Regions from separate parts of the Mus musculus genome. Here region 1 is linked to region 2. Evidence: chromatin contacts called from public HiChIP or PLAC-seq data. All regions are on one chromosome and are shown on one strand. The core of a region is the stretch at or near the end of the contact, and the rest is flanking DNA. Distances in the headings are between cores, read along the strand shown. Region 1 holds the start of Sat1 (spermidine/spermine N1-acetyl transferase 1). Region 2 has its middle 33 kb from the start of Gm25429.

What was found. HiChIP or PLAC-seq counts read pairs in DNA pulled down with a chosen protein or histone mark.
Region 1: a contact with region 2 is called in an H3K27ac HiChIP or PLAC-seq map of microglia, with 7 times the contacts expected there. The contact joins the promoter of Sat1 here to the enhancer-like site in region 2. A contact is called at or near these places in 1 of 15 datasets of contacts at CTCF or cohesin (embryonic stem cells), 13 of 484 Hi-C or Micro-C datasets (8-cell embryo, cerebral cortex, conventional dendritic cells and 10 more), 12 of 115 datasets of contacts at active chromatin or transcription factors (CD8 T cells, the HPC-7 cell line, the SCID.adh cell line and 6 more) and 3 of 9 other capture datasets (adipose tissue, liver and pancreatic islet).

What each region holds. Positions count from the first base shown.
Region 1 is chrX:155,215,104-155,217,803 of GRCm38.p6, reverse strand. Sat1 (spermidine/spermine N1-acetyl transferase 1) reads left to right here and starts at 1,355. Exons shown (of 6, transcript NM_009121.4): 1 at 1,355-1,701; 2 at 1,968-2,019; 3 at 2,120-2,203. The coding sequence starts at 1,636.
Region 2 is chrX:155,171,395-155,174,094 of GRCm38.p6, reverse strand. No RefSeq gene overlaps it. Among named protein-coding and RNA genes, the nearest start is that of Gm25429, 33 kb to the right of the region's middle. Within about 2 kb of position 1,299, at least 46 of the 459 cell types and tissues checked have an H3K27ac peak or open chromatin away from gene starts, as enhancers often do. A contact at or near this core is called in the HPC-7 cell line, bone marrow-derived dendritic cells, microglia and 1 more, where this site is marked.

The DNA of each region.
Region 1 (2,700 bases), core at 106-2,605, 44 kb before region 2:
AAAGGAGCCAGGGCTACACAGAGAAACCCTGTCTCGAAAACAAACAAACAAAGTTAAAGGAAACAAAAGAAGTGCATGGACTGGAGCAAGTAAGGACAACAACAGCTTTCAATAGCAAAGAAAGCTGAGAGACGGTCAGATATAAGTGTGTAGAAAGAAAACTTCCAGACCTCAAAATCTATAAGCAGTGAAATCAACTCTTCAATAATGTAAGATGGCATACATCATTAAAGCGAATTATCAAGTGTTTCTCTCCTTCAGAAGGAAAGTCCACAAGGAAGAACAGATATTTAAGAAGGAAAGCGGGAGGAGTAAGAAAGAAAATGTTGCCAGGTGGTGGGGGGCAGAGGCAGGAGGATCTCTGAGTTCCAGGCCAGCCTGGTGTACAGAGTTCCAAGACAGACAAGGCTACTCAGAGAAATCTTGTCTCAAAAAATAAATACATAAATGGAAGGAAGGAAGGAAGGAAGGAAGGAAGGAAGGAAGGAAGGAAGGAAAGATAACATTTTAAATTTAGCCATTGCAACACTGGTTCTCAACCTTCGTTATAATGCAACCATTTAATACAGTTTCTCATGTTGTGGATTACTCTCAACCATAAAATTATTTTGTTTCTACTTTTTAACTGTAATTTTGCTGCTGTTATATTGTTATGAATTGTAATGTAAATGTCTGATATACAGGCTATGTGATATATGACCCCAAAGGGGTTGTGACCTACAGGTTGAGAACCACTAAGCTAGAAGGAAAGCAATCGAGGGATCCTAAGAACTGACCTTAGAACATACAAGAATAGCAGGCTGTGGTGAACATGTTTAATCCTAACACTGGGCAGACTGAGGCAGGCAGATCTATGTGATTTGTGAATTCTAGGACAGCCTGTTGTGACATAGTGAGTTCCAGGATAGTCAAGACTACATAGAGAGACCCTGTCTCAAAATTAAAACAAGATTCAAACCCACACCTTTCTTTAGTCATGAAAATGGTGACATCACCACATCTCAATGAACTGCCTGTGGAAAATTACTAGAGAGGAAAGGAAATTATGCCTCCAGACGACACTTTGAGAATGGCTGCTGCTCTCATCTTTCTGTCATACCCTAAAGCTGGGCTTCCTGAGTTTGCTTTTCTCGGCAATGTCGGGGTCACAGAGGCAATCCACATGTTCTATTTAGGAAGGTTACCAGGGGACAAGCTGGCATTCATATGCTTCCGGCAAGGATCCGCAAGGCGCCGCTAGAGGACATGAGGCTAGAAAGGCAGCAGCGCGCCTCGCCCTACCCCGCCCTCCGGGTTTGCGCCATGGGTGTCACGAGAGAGCCCGGAAGAGGGCAGTGTCTGGAACAGAGGGCGGTGCTTCGGCGGGCTTTCATCCTTACTGGTCGCGATCTCTCCGGCTCCCCGTCCAGGGAGGAGCTTCTGCGGACTTAAAAGGCACCGTCTTGCCACTTCTTAGCTGCGCAGTTTCCCCGAAGTAAGTTTGCCAGTTTTCTGTCTTATACTGAGGTTCGCCGGGTCATGGTGCCAGCCTGACTGAGAAGAGGACGCTCCCGGGAAACGAATGAGGAACCACCTCCTCCTGCTGTTCAAGTACAGGGGCCTGGTGCGCAAAGGGAAGAAAAGCAAAAGACGAAAATGGCTAAATTTAAGATCCGTCCAGCCACTGCCTCTGACTGCAGTGACATCCTGCGACTGATCAAGGTAGGTAAAAGTCCGGGCTCTCCCTAGGGCAGAGGGTAGGGGAGGCTCTGTTGACCGGGGAAATCCTCATCTGCAGTTCTGAGACGCAGCCAGGCCAGTAAATTCCGCCTTCTTGGCCTGCCAACCCCAGCCCGGGTCAGGCTCGGCTGTTCGGCGCCAGGCAGGACTCAGTCACCGCTCTACCCTGCCTGCCCCATTTCTCTTCCCGTGAGCTGGCTAGGCTGGCCAGGAGTTTCATTGTCCTTTTCTTTATATGTCGTCCCCAGGAACTGGCTAAATATGAATACATGGAAGATCAAGTCATTTTAACTGAGAAAGGTAACAAGGCGTGGCGGGGGAGGGGGAGGGGCGGGTAATATCTGTTTCCTGGCACCTCCAAAGGTCAACTCTCACTGTCTCTGCCTCCCCTGTCTTACAGATCTCCAAGAGGATGGCTTTGGAGAACACCCCTTCTACCACTGCCTGGTTGCAGAAGTGCCTAAAGAGCACTGGACCCCTGAAGGTAACCCCTGATCCCTGTCGAGAAGCCAGAGAGAACTAATGTTATATCAAACCCGTAGAGCCTACTGGGCAGAACCCGTGACTACGCGGGCAGAGGTTACTGAGGAGCTGGCTGGAAATAACAACCAGCCAGTGTGCAAATGACTGAGGAAAAAAAATATATGTGTAGTGTACTTTCTAATAGGGCGGGTTATGAGAGAGCTGTTTGAGCAAGTATCAAAGTTCTGTAGAAACCCGGAAAAGTTAGTTATAATGTCATTTGTTGTAATTCCGTTTCATAAAATGGTTTTTGTTTGACCCTAACCTAACTTTTTTTTTTTTTGTAATTGTGTTAAATCACATTTTTTTCTTTAATTTGTCCCAATCTTCAGGTTACAGTCTCTAGCTTCGCCATGTACATGGCCCTTCTGTGTACATGGATGGGCGGGGAGGTAACTAAAAGACCCTTTACACAATAAAGTAGATGATCATGATAAATGAGGTAAGGTCCTATTATCG
Region 2 (2,700 bases), core at 50-2,549:
CTCACTTTGTAGACCAGGCTCGCCTCGAATTCAGAAATCTGCCTGCCTCTGCCTCCCAAGTGCTGGGATTAAAGGCGTGTGCCACCACACCCGGCTATACAAGTTTTGATGTGTTCTAATTATTCCAATTATTATTGGCATTTGTTTATTGTACATGGTACTGAGCTTCATAAGGATATTTTTATGTAATTATACCCAGTTTCCTCACCATACCATCTATCTTTTCCTTTCTATCTTTTCCCTCCTGTTAGTCTCCTATATTCCCCTAAGCATGTTCACTTCTGTTGTCATGTTGCATATGTTTGTGTGTTTGTGTGTGTGTGTGTATGACTTCATGTATTTATACAATCTCTAGGGTCCATAAAAAGAGAAACTGTGGTTTTTGTTTTTCTGAGGCTGACCTAATTTGTTTCTTCTGACTTCAAATGCACTACATAGTAGAGAATGATCTTGAACTCTCTTTGTGTTCCACCTCTCAGGTGCCAGGATTACTGGTATAAGCCACTAAGTTTGCCTTATTTCTACGTTTTCCCACTTAAACATATTGGGTGGGAGCTCTGGATGATGGCTCAACAGTTAAAAGCATGTCCTGCTAATGGAGACCAATGTTGAATTCTTAGTACCACGTCAGGCAGCTCACAACCACCAATAGCTCCAGTTCCATGGGAATACAATGCCCTCTTCTGGCCTTTGTGGGAACTGTATGAACACGATGCACATACATACATACATGCATACATATATACATACATACATACACACACACCCACATACACACATACATGGGATTTCCTTAAAAATTCCACTAAGTGTTTCACTCCTTCTTCTGACTGGTGAAGGCAGATAAGAGCTGAGGGAGGCATTTAGAGAGGATCTGAGACATAACGACTGAGAGGAAAATGAGGAGCTGGCATGCTCTGGGGGTCAAGTTGCTAGTGATGTGAAATTATCCCATGCATTTGAGGAAAGAAACATTTATTATATTTCATTACATCCTCAGCATAATTCAAAGGGGGAGGATTTATCATCAATGTGTCTAATCTTTGCATTTTAGGCATTAGCATTACTCATTAGCTTATCATACATGGAGAAAACAGGATGAAATAGTATAATGATAGATAAACTATATACAGTGAAGGTCCAATAAAGATAATAATATTCTCTTATGATGACTGATGGGAACTCACTCAAACAAAAGTGGATTCAAGTCAAGACCCAGCAGACTAGGAATTAACCTTGTAAAGTCCCCTGGCTCAGCCTTAGCACAGCTGACACTTGCAACTATGTCTTTCTTTGCTATGGGCTGTCCTACTTATTGCAGGATGTTTGATAGCATCCTTGAGCTCTGCCTACAGGAGGCCAGTAGCAGCCCCTCCCAAATTGGGACAACTGAAAATTGATATAAGTAAGTAGGAATTATCTAATTTAGAAGAACCAGGACCAGACAAAGGCATTGCCCCAAGAAGGAACAGCAATTGCAAAGGGAGAAAGGCTGAAGCAGGCTTACCCAGCCTAGGCAGCTCCAACTGTCCTGCTCTCCCTCTGAGTTCCTCTACAGGGACAAAGTGGTAGAGAGGCAATAAAGAGGAAGTGGAATGGCCCTGAGGGCTGTGTGCTTCCTCATTCAAAAAAGGTCAGCTGCTGGCTGCTCTCTGTCCTTCTTTATAGTCTGAACAAGACCAGATAATAAAAGTTTGCCTGGGCATGCAGTCAGGTTTTAGAAAACTGGCTGGCAAATATTGAAATTACTGCCAGTTTACAATTCTATCCCAGCAGAAAAAAAAAAAAAGGTTTTGTGTGTGTGTGTTTTGTTTTTTGTTTTTTGTTTTTTGTGTTTTGTTTTGTTTGAGTAGTGGGGGAACTAACTCATCTCCAGAAAACTGAAATAAATTAATATTTTTTTCTGGAAGAAAAAAAATAAACTCAGTCAAAATAGAAAAATGCAAGCAGAAATGAGCTCTAATATAAAAGGTAAGTAAGACATCAATTACAAACAACTATCAGCTGCCTGAAATGATATGATTTTTGAAAAGACCTTAAAATGGAGGAGTCACATAATTGAAAGGTGGGAAAAAGATAGAAGGAAGTAAAGCAACATCAAAAACGATTCAAGGAACTAGTGTGTTTTGGGAAATAGCCAGTAATAAATTGCAAAAGGAAGTCTGCTGCACTTTCCAAGGTAACCACTGAAATGACTGTTTAACAATACAACTAGGTCCATAACTTCTGTTAGTTTCACTGTGTCTCTGTTTACTTTGTGTTTACATGATATGTCCATTGCTGAGAGTGGGGTGTTGAAGTCTCCCACTCTTATCATGTGAGGTGCAATGTGTGCTTTGAGCTTTCATAAAGTTTCTTTTATGAATGTGGGTACTCTTGCATTTGGAGCATTGATGTTCAGAATTGAGAGTTTATCTTGGTAGATTTTTGCTTTGAAGAGTATGAAGTGTCCCTCTCTCCTTATGTTTTTTGATAGATTTTTGTTGAAAGTTAATTTTATTCTATATTAGAATGGCTAATGGAGAGCTTGTTTCTTGGGAACATTTGCTTGGAAAATTGTTTTCCAGCGTTTTACTCTGAGGTAGTGTCTGTCTTTGTCACTGAGGTGTGTTTCCTGTATGCAGCAAAATGCTGGGTCCTGTTTTTGTATCCAGTCTGTTAGTCTATGTCTTTTTATTGGGGAATTGAGTCCATTGTTGT